Regions from separate parts of the Mus musculus genome. Here region 2 is linked to region 1. The links are chromatin contacts, called in public Hi-C maps. All regions are on one chromosome and are shown on one strand. Each heading gives the region's core, a stretch centred on a gene start, on an enhancer-like site or on the middle of the called end of the contact. The rest is flanking DNA. Distances are from core to core; before and after follow the strand shown. Region 1 overlaps Mthfd1l (methylenetetrahydrofolate dehydrogenase (NADP+ dependent) 1-like). Region 2 holds the start of Akap12 (A kinase (PRKA) anchor protein (gravin) 12).

Evidence for each region. Hi-C and Micro-C count contacts between places; a contact is called where the count stands out from the background.
Region 2: a Hi-C map of nephron progenitors shows a contact between it and region 1, with 1.9 times the contacts expected there. The contact joins the promoter of Akap12 here to the enhancer-like site in region 1. A contact is called at or near these places in 13 of 39 promoter capture datasets (the 3T3-L1 cell line, 3T3-L1-derived adipocytes, the HPC-7 cell line and 9 more), 11 of 484 Hi-C or Micro-C datasets (Sertoli cells, adipose-derived mesenchymal stem cells, brain and 6 more), 9 of 115 datasets of contacts at active chromatin or transcription factors (SST interneurons, embryonic forebrain, embryonic stem cells and 5 more) and 4 of 9 other capture datasets (adipose tissue, embryonic stem cells, liver and 1 more).

Annotation. Positions count from the first base shown.
Region 1 is chr10:4,035,882-4,040,931 of GRCm38.p6, forward strand. All of the region lies in intron 16 of Mthfd1l (methylenetetrahydrofolate dehydrogenase (NADP+ dependent) 1-like), which reads left to right. Among named protein-coding and RNA genes, the nearest start is that of Gm40591, 51 kb to the right of the region's middle. Within about 2 kb of position 2,925, at least 7 of the 459 cell types and tissues checked have an H3K27ac peak or open chromatin away from gene starts, as enhancers often do. A contact at or near this core is called in nephron progenitors, where this site is marked.
Region 2 is chr10:4,263,111-4,268,065 of GRCm38.p6, forward strand. Akap12 (A kinase (PRKA) anchor protein (gravin) 12) reads left to right here and starts at 3,219. Exons shown (of 4, transcript NM_031185.3): 1 at 3,219-3,558. The coding sequence starts at 3,409.

The DNA.
Region 1 (5,050 bases), core at 1,675-4,174:
TTATTTATTATATGTAAGTACACTGTAGCTATCCTCAAATACTCCAGAAGAGGGCATCAGATTTCGTTACGGATGGTTGTGAGCCACCATGTGGTTGCTGGGATTTGAACTCGGGACCTTCGGAAGAGCAGTTGGCGCTCTTAACCACTGAGCCATCTCGCCAGCCCCTTCTTTATTTTTTTAATCGTATGTTTTGCCTGCATGTATGTGTATGCACCATATATGTACAGTGCCCACAAACAGCAGAAGAGGACGTCAGATCTCCCGGGACTGGAGTTAAAGGTGGTTGTGAGCTACCATATGGGTGCTGAGAACTGAGCCTGGGTCCTCTGCAAGAGCAGTAAGTGCTCTTAACTGCTGTGCAACCCCTCAGCCCTCTTCCTAATTTTTGTTTTTTTTGGGTTTGGTTTTCGGTTTTTTGGGAGGGTGGACATGAGTGTGTCTGAGTGTGTGTGTGCACACGGAGGCTAACATCCAGTGTCTTTCTGAACCCACAGTCAGACCGGATGGCCAGAAAGCCCAAAGGTTCCTTCTACTCTTCTTCCCTGGTGCAGGGGCATTGCTGGGTTTGATGGAGCACTAGGGATCAAACCCCGCCTCTCATGGTATGTGGGAAAGTTCATCAACCGAGCCATCTCCCCAGTCTCTCTTGTTTTGAGGCAAACTCTCCAGGTAGAGCTCTGGCTGGTTTGGAGCTTTTTATGTAGTGGAAACCATCCTTGGGTTTGCCTTAATCCTCTAAGATGTCTTGCCACCGTGCCTGGCTGTCTTCTCTACCCGTTCCCCAGTAGCTCTGAGCTCTCTAGGTCGCATTTACAGCATAAGCTTTTTCTCCAGGGCTGGCAAGTGTCTCTAGCGGGGTCCTGGGTGCGGATCACTCTGGCAGTCACACTGCAGGGTGGCTCAGTGCCCTCTCCAGACTTCCCTGCCTCCCTCTCAGCAGGGACATCCCTTCCTTTCCTGCACTCTCATTAGGTCACTTCAATGGAACAGTGGGCAAAGGACTGACCGTGGAATTTGACCTAGAGAATGGCCACCACCCTGCTTAGCTATGTGGCCTCGAACAGGTGTTGGTGCTCCGTGTTCTGGAGTCCGTGGAGTTGATGGTGTCCGTACTTTACAGAGGTGTGACAGTCACACCTATGGGACGCAGAAAGGATGAGATGACATATATTTAGACCTGGCCCCCATTCTCCCATCTTCTTTTAGAATATATTTAACCAAGGCCTGAATCAGCACGTTCTCATGCTTCCGTTTCCATTCCTTAATTTAGTAGGTTCCTAATGCAGAGATAGTGGCTTCCTGCTTCCTCAGTCAGCAGCCTTGGTGCTCCCACCCGGGCAGTAAAATCACCATTAAGCAATTTGTCTTTCAGGACTAGTTTGGTGCCCAGTTTCTGTCTTCTGTCCACCAGAGGGCCTGTTTCATCCTCTCACCAGCCTTTTGGCCAGGCTAGTCTTCCTCCCAGGTTTAGCCACCATCCCTCACTTCCTGAGTTTTTTCCCCAATACCCCATTCAGTCAAGCCAGTAAGAACTGAGTGTCTCCCTGCAGCAGATCTTACAGCCAATAGACAAAGACCAAGCTTCTTTACACAAACCGCTTCCTAGGTTTTCCCAGCATAGCCCGGGTGGCATAGCCCGGGTGGCGTAGCCCTGATCCCGAGCACCCAAGACCAGCAGTGTTTCAAACTCCAGACATTTGGTGGTTTGGGCAGATAGCGCAGTAAGGACAGCCAAGTCTAAACACAAAGTTCATTTATTATATTTACGTCTTCCACACATAGCCTGAAGGATATGCTATAGATTTTAAAAAATAAATAAATAACTTTGTACATGGAGCTGTTTCAGGATATAGGGTTTTTCCACTAGCAGTATTATGTTAACACCCAAAAGGGGTTGGAGTTTGGATGCTGGGCCTGTAGTAATACTAGTCTCCCTCCAGGGAGGCTCCACTGAGAGAAATGTGAACGCAGGCAAACTCAGAAGTGCCTCCCTGTGACTCTTCGAAGGTAGCAGCTGTGTTATGTTGTCTCTCTGTGGTTTTGTCTCCTTCTAAGAGTGAGTTAAAATTCCCTTGAGCACTCTTGCAAGGATCTATTTTATTTTTTTAAAACAAATAATGTAAAGAATTTTGTCAAAGTGAAACATTTCACAACACTAATAACTGCTAATCATAGTTTTTGGTACATCTGATTTTTCTGTTTAGCTCTGTTACCATCTGTGTGTGTGAATTTTATTTCCTGCCCAATTCAATTACATCCTAAGGACATTCTACTTTGTTAGCTCTTTCTTAGGTTGGTTTTTTCTTTTTCATTTATTTTTTATTTCTCGTGGAGCTAAAGATTAAACCACAACCTTTGGCATGCAAAACATGTACCTCACCCTCAAGCTATATCCCCAACATTTACAGTGGTCATTTTAAGTGACTCTAGAATATTCCTTTGCAGGGGAGCCATGATTTGTATATACCACAAGTCTAAAATAGACCAACAAACAGTATTTTAAACAGCTAACATGAGTGTTTTCAGCATTTTGCCAGGCATTATTTTTTTTTTTCTACATTTTTTTTTTCTTTTAACCAGAAAGATCTGTTGTTAAAACACCATTGTTTGCAAAATGTGTAGTCAGCCTTCCCAGGCCTCTCTGAGCTCGTGTTACTCTGTAAATTGGCTTAAGGGGCCTTTTTGGTAAAATGAAAAATTAGGCAATGGAAATTAGTGTAGGTTTAACCATACTGAAAGAGAAACTTTCAGACCAGCTGGCATCCTCGCACCTCGGCCCCGGCCTCAGAAATCACCGCATAGTGCCTCTTCAGGGAGGGCCGGTGTGCGATCGGTTTCTCCATGAGAAGACAGGAAAGGACTGGAATGTTCTGCGGTTACAAATCAATTTTAATGAAAGTGACAGCTTTAAGAGTTATCCCAGAAAAATACAGACTTACATTACTGTTTGCAATGTTAAAGGGAAGCAAACTTTATTGCTTAGGACAAGCCACCTGGGCCAGAGGAATTCGGGCTGAAATTTGATAAGTAGTTTTGTTCCGATTAACGGGTTAGTATAATAATGAAGACTCCTCATGGATGAAGGTACAGGTAGCGTTTTCTGACTTTGAATAAGAACTAGTATAGCCTAGGCAATGATCGTGAAGGTTAAGACACTGGATTATTCCGGAAACATGTCACTGGCCTGGGGCGGGGCGGGGGGGGGGGGGGGAGGGGGTATCTCCAGACATGTATTATCCCCTAAAGGACAAGAAATAGGCTTTAAAATATTGAACACCCCAAAGCTCCAGTCTTTTAGGGAGCCCAACACCCCAGAAACCTCTTCCCCACATGTCCATCTCTCCATCACAGGCCAAGGCCACCAGTCCTGTTCACTGCCAGTCCCTGGTGTCTGCTTCCCACCACGAGCCCAGTGCCACTCTGACATCAGGATGCCGTAGCTTCTGTGGAAGCCAAATACTGGGCCTGCCGTGGTCCTGCACCTGTGCCTGGGCTCTGGCTCCTGGCTGGGATTGGTTAAAGGCTCAGGTGAACTCTGGGTGTTTCTGTGAACCCCACCAACACCATGGGCTAAAGAAACGACTTAGGACAAGTTACAAGTAAAGGAGACCACCCCAAGCCCCACTGCCTGCCTTCCTCCCGTGCAGGCACTCTGGTGCCCTCGCCATCTCCTCCCGGGAAATGTCAGGAGTCAAAGATCGGTGCCGCATGCACCTTCGTGACCCTGCCCAACCAGCACAGGACTAAGCACAGAAACAGTCCTCAGAACCTGCTCCAGATAGAAGCGAATCAGGATGTAGCCACCGTTAGCTCTGCCGCTTAGATGCCAGCTGTGTGTTTCTGTTGCTTTCTGTGGCGTTGGCCACATCTCTCTTGTAGAGTGGGTAGAATCTGGCGCTGAATTCACACAGCTCTTTTTCCCTGTGTGTATATACCCTGGTAGGTCACAATGCTCTACTCTGGCATTGTGAAAGACACCAAATCCAAGTGGGATCCAAAGTGCCATTTGGATGATGCTGTAGTTTGATCTTACCTCGTTTGCTTATCTTCCCTTTGTCAAACTAAACTTTGAATGGTTTGCTATAGACTTAAAATACATCTGATGGGGAAGTGACCTCAAAGTCTGTAGCCAACCATGTTTCTATACTACACGGCAAAAGAAAAAAAAAAAAAAAAAAAAGGAGATGGTTTATTTCATGTGACCGAGTGCCTAGCATCTCAGGAGTGAAGGTAGCTGTTAGCGCTACTGAGGTGCAGCCCGTTAACTTTGCAAGTGTTATTCTGTCTTTAAAAATAAAAGTTGGGGGCTGGAGTGATGGCTCAGCAGTTAAGAGCACTGGCGGCTCCTTCAGAGGACCAGGGTTCAAGTCCTAGTATTCGCGTGGCAGATCGCAGCTGTCTGTAACTCTAATTCATGGAGATTTGACACCTTCATACAGACATATATACAGGCAAAGCACTAGTACACGTGAAATTAAATAAATTTTTAAAAACTGGAAGTTTATATGTATTTGGCTGTGTGCGTGAGTGTGTGTGTGTGTGTGTGTGTGTGTGTGTGTGTGTGTGTGTGTGAGTTTGGGGGCGGGAGCAGAGACAGAGAGGCGGGGCCACGGACATGGCAGTGGCAGCTAGGGTGAGAGACCCAAGGGTAATTTGTGTATTATTAGGGTATTATGCGTTTAGTAAGTTGGATGGCAATTGTCACTGTAAACAGCCCTGAGGTTTTTAAGTCACAAAGATAAAGGAAGTGTCTAACCTGCCTTTGTTTCTTGGCATTATAAATGTGGTTTTTCAAAGGCAAACAGTTTCACAGACAAAAGTCTAATCCAGGACAGTTCACACAAGAAAGCACTTTACCTGACCTTTAGTCAGTCTCCTTCCATATTGCTGTTTTGCCTTTGGTTTCCTTTGTATTGTAGTGAACTGCACGCAAGCCAGCAGTCACCATGTTAACCACCCATAGCCGTACAACTGATAGCACTAACTCCATCCACCATGATTGCTCTGTCACCATTGCCTGTACCCAAAGCTTTGTCATCCCCTACAC
Region 2 (4,955 bases), core at 1,969-4,468, 230 kb after region 1:
GCTGTTTTCCAATGCATTAGAAGAGGGCGTCAGATCTCATTATGAGTGGTTGGGAGCCACCATGTGGTTGCTGGGATTTGAACTCAGGACCTTCGGAAGAGCAGTCAGTGCTCATACCCGCTGAGCCATCTCACCAGCCCACCTGGTCCCTTAAAATACAATCTTACTTTTTAAGTTTTGTCTTGTTGGGTTGTTTTGTTTTGTTTTTTCTTTAAACCAGGGATTCCCTATGTAGTTTATGCTGGCCTTGAACTCACAATCTGTCTCAGTCTCACAAGTGCTTGGATTACAGGGGTGTGCCACCTGATCTAGCTGTTTTGTGTTTTCCTTATTTTATTGAGTGTTAAGTGTGGTGTGTGGTGTGTGTGTGTGTGTGTGTGTGTGTGTGTGTGTGTGTGAGTGCACATGCACATGGGGCCATGTGCGGCCATGTAGGGCCAGAGGTCTATGCAGGTGCCTTTCTCATTTGTTCTCCAGGTGTTTTGGATGATTGGTTCTTTTTCTTTTCTTTTCTTTTCTTTTCTTTTTTTTTTTTTTTTTTTTTTTTTTTTTTTTTTTTTTTTTTTTTGGTTTTTCGAGACAGGGTTTCTCTGTATAGCCCTGGCTATCCTGGAACTCACTTTGTAGACCAGGCTGGCCTGGAACTCAGAAATCTGCCTGTCTCTGCCTCCCGAGTGCTGGGATTAAAGACATGTGCCACCACACCTGGCTGTTTTTGTTTTAAACATGGTCTCTCACTGATTTGTCCAGGCTGGCCAAGGTGCTTCAAGGATCCCCCAGTTTCTCCATTCTCCTTGCTGGGACTGCGGGTCACAAGCCCACCTCACTAGATGTCATGATCTGGGGATCTGAATTCATGTCCTGTGGACTCCTGCACCACCTGACTGGCCCAATTCTTCATCCCCTCGATTTTAATTTTCAAAAGTAAGAAAACACACATTTTTATAGCCTGGACAATAAGCATAAGGGAAACAGCTTGTGCTCCAAGCAGGCCCAGGCAAGGCCTTCCTCAGCCCTAGACTGGATACTGCTAGCTGGAAATCTTTGACCTTGCAATCTTTCTGAACATTTCAAGGCTAGTGGATGTGAAAAGCTTTGTGAAGAATTTCCCAGGAACTTGAATAATACAATCTCACAAAATGGGGGAACGTTGATACTATTTGTATCAAATCGGTGGGACAAACAGTGCCTCCTCCTCTATTTTCAAATGTGCTGACTTTATTGTTCTCCCCTGCTTTTGCTGTGGGGATAGAACTCAATGCCCTTAATCCTAGGCTCTGCATCAAAGCCACACCCAGGCTGTTTCAGCAGCGTTTTTAAGTTCCTACCATCCTGAGGAAGGACTAGGGTGGACCTTAAAGTCACATGCTCACTGGATCCCTCCCTCATATCCATCTACCGACTATGAATCCTTGGATACACAAAAATTTGCCTTCTTTGGTTAATCCCCTTCCCTTTCTCTATTGGTAATCTGTATGCCATTGGGTTGTTATAAGGATTACATACGATGATATACGCAATGTTTTTTTGTTCTTTGTTTTGTTTTTTGAATAGTACCTGATACAAAATGAGAACTTTCAAGTTTGGGCCAGAGACATGGTTCAAAGCTAGAGTGTTTGTCTCAGAGTGCACAAGGCCTTGGGTTCCATCCCCCACCCCTCAGCACTGTAAGGGGTGGGGGAGGGGAGATGCTAATGTTCTCTAAATATTCAAAAATTAAATTGAAGTAGGGTGTGGTCTCAGTCTCACAAGTCTATACTGTCTTCCCTCCAGAGACTTGGCTACAACACTTATGGCTAGCCTGAACTAGATTGTGAGAAATTCTTTCTCAACAAACAAGACAAATTGAGATAGGTGACACACTTACAAATAACTAAAAGCAACTTGAAAGTCTGTTTCTAAATGAATGAACCCCAAAGAAACTGGCCTTCCGAAATAAGTGGAGAAACCAAATTTTATCCTGAAAAACCGAGTTGTTCCCAATAAACACTTAAATGACCATGAATAAGGACCAAGTGTTATTAGCTAAATTAATGTTTTCATTGATACTCAAGTAACCTGTATCAAATCTAGGGACAAGATATTTATCTGGCATCTAGATTCAATGCTCTTACTGATTTTAAATCACTAATTCCTTCACTCATCCACAGAGCCTCGCTTTGTGGCTCTCAGACTTGGCTGAAACTCACTCACTACCTACCCCATGCAGGCCTCAGGCTCAAGCTAACCCTCCAACTTCAGCCACTGAAGCATCAGGATTTCAGACACGAATCATGGCACCGGGCTCACCTGACATCATTTCATCTTTTCCCCCTAGCATTTTAATGCTTAGTGACGGGTAATCTAACAAAATTTCAATTTAAGACTTATTGGCTGCCATGTTAATACAATGAGTATTTAATCAAGTGGAGGAAGAAAACAGACAGGCCCTTTCTTTGCTAGTACGAGAGAAATCTTCGTGTTTTGATAATGCCGATGGCGACTAAGCAGACCTAAGCCAATGTGGTGTTTAAGCGTCGGGAGAGAGACGAATGGCCTGGATGTGTAACCTTCAGCATCAGACGCTCAAAGGACAGGCACATTTCCAGTAACAGCTTCATTTCCCCGCGCGTTCCCCGGGGAAAGAGGGCGGCGAGTTCTGTTGATGGCATCAGCTGACATCACTGGCTGGGATCATGGGGACGCTGGGCCCACCTCAGCGGTGGCCTGACTGCATCAACCTCTGGGTTTCCCAGCTCCTGCCACGTGAGCCGCCCTAATATGGCCAGGCTCAGGAGCAGCCCAGGAGGGCTTCCTTTCTCCGGCTGAAGGAGAGAAAGCTAGAAACAAATGCTTAAAGTCAAACCCAACCTGAAGAAAAGCAAATGGGGATTTGGGTTCCCGCCTGGTCAAATGTAAATCCTTAGTCTGCAGAAGATCCAACCTTGGGTTATCAATCATTACATTAAAAAAACAAAGCTTTTGCCCCCGCCCCCTTCTTTGCTGCTCCTGAACCTTCTGCAGCCCTGGGACAGACCCCAAACCCCTCGTCCCCCTTTAATGACCCGAGAAGCCCTGGGGGCGGGGTGGGCTGCTGGGGGCCTGGTGTCGGAGCCTCTGGTCCTAGCAGCCTAGGGGGAGATGCTGCAAGGCGTGTCTGGGCTGTGCTCATGTGATGAAGGGAGGGAAAAACAAGGAGGGGGGAGGAGGCTACGAGGTGGCTTTTTTTTTTTTTTTTTCTTTTAAGGAGTTTGCCACGAGCGCGTCCCCTTCATTCTCAGTCCGGGTGTGTTCTCAGCAGGATCGTGGAGAGCGGGTGCTCCTCACCCCTTAGTCCCTGTGGTCCTGGGCGCACATCTCCTCGCCCCTCTGCTTCTCCGCGGTCCCAGGAAGACGGCTAGCCGGCGAGAGTAGGAAAGCCACTGAGCCATGGGTGCAGGCAGTTCCACCGAGCAGCGGAGCCCCGAGCAGCCGGCGGAGAGCGACACGCCGAGCGAGCTGGAGCTCAGTGGCCATGGGCCCGCAGCGGAAGCGTCGGGAGCAGCTGGAGATCCCGCTGACGCGGACCCCGCCACCAAGGTAAGCTGCAGCCACCTGCCCGGGTGGGGCGGGATGGAGATGGGGCGTCCCGGCGGTTTCCGCCTGCCACAACTTCCCGCCGGTACAGCCCATCTGCAAACTCGAGCGCAGCCCTGTGCAGTCTCTGGGGTCTTTTGCACCGGGGCGGGGCTGGCATCTTTGTGGAGGGTCTCTAAGGGCGGCGACCTAGCCAGCCCTTCTGCAACCATCATATCTGCCCTGACCGCCGTTCTCTAGTCTTTCTTCTCTCTTCCGGTGGGCTGGCAGCCTGGGGGATGGCCGGTGGGGCATCCGTAAGAATTGACCACGGCCAGGCTTCTTAAGCCACTTTACACACCCCTAGATCCCAGGTCCCAGAGTGGGGAAGTCGGGACCTGCTTTGAAGCAGGGCAAACCTAGGTTCTAGGTTCCCCGCCCAGTGTTGGCCTTGATACCAGCTTCCACCCGGGCCACCAGGTCTGGTACCCAGAGTCCTGCGGCAGCGCCTGGGACACCGCCTAGCTAATGCAGAGAGCCATGCATGTAGCTCTCTTCCAGACAGAGAGAACCGGAGCAGAAGCACGAATGGAGGGATAGGCAAAGCTCCTGGAGTCCTGTCTCCCTTTCTCACAGTTTACTGCCTGTGGACTCAGTTGGATAAACAAACATTGGAGTTAGAAGTTCTGCACGGATGTAGGAAAAGGCTTAAGTAAGCGTTCCTTGCACTCTTTCTGTCGAGTCCACTGTAAAGCTCTAGATATACTGCATTTTATAGGGATGCTTAGTTTGAGACTGGAATATTTGACCCTGCCCTGCCCATCACAGCCTTTACCTTTGTGTCTTGCTCTCATTATTGTATTTTACTTCTGTTCCTTTTGTTTTGTTATTGTTTAGGGTTGTTAATTAATTAATTTGCTTACTTGTTTTAAGACTGGGTCTCACTCTGTAGCCCAGGGCTGGTTTGGAACTCACTAGCTAGCCCAACTAGTGGCAGTCCTCCTGCCTCAGCCTCTCAAATGATTTCATAGCCACGCCCGGATGGCAACATTGCCTGTTGGCTGTTTTCCAGCACGTGTTTGTGAGCAAGAGTTCGCTCGGGTGGATTTAAGATAGTTTTACAGAAACGTGTTGAACAACCAAACAACTTAAAGGAAAAACCAACCAATTTCAGAATTTGGTGATAGAGAGCAGCGAGGACCTTTAGAAATGGGTCAGGAAGTGGAAACATCTTTGTGTGAGAATAAAACACTGAGTTCCAGGTAAATCTAACAGAGGTGGGACCTGATGGCTTTGAGCTCTTTATGTTGCCTAGTATAATGTAGGCTGGGTGGCCTCTCTTAACAGTTCCTGCCTCCAGTGTTTAACTCATCACCACTTATAAAGTCCAAAGTCCTCACTGCCTCAGATGCGCAGGTCTT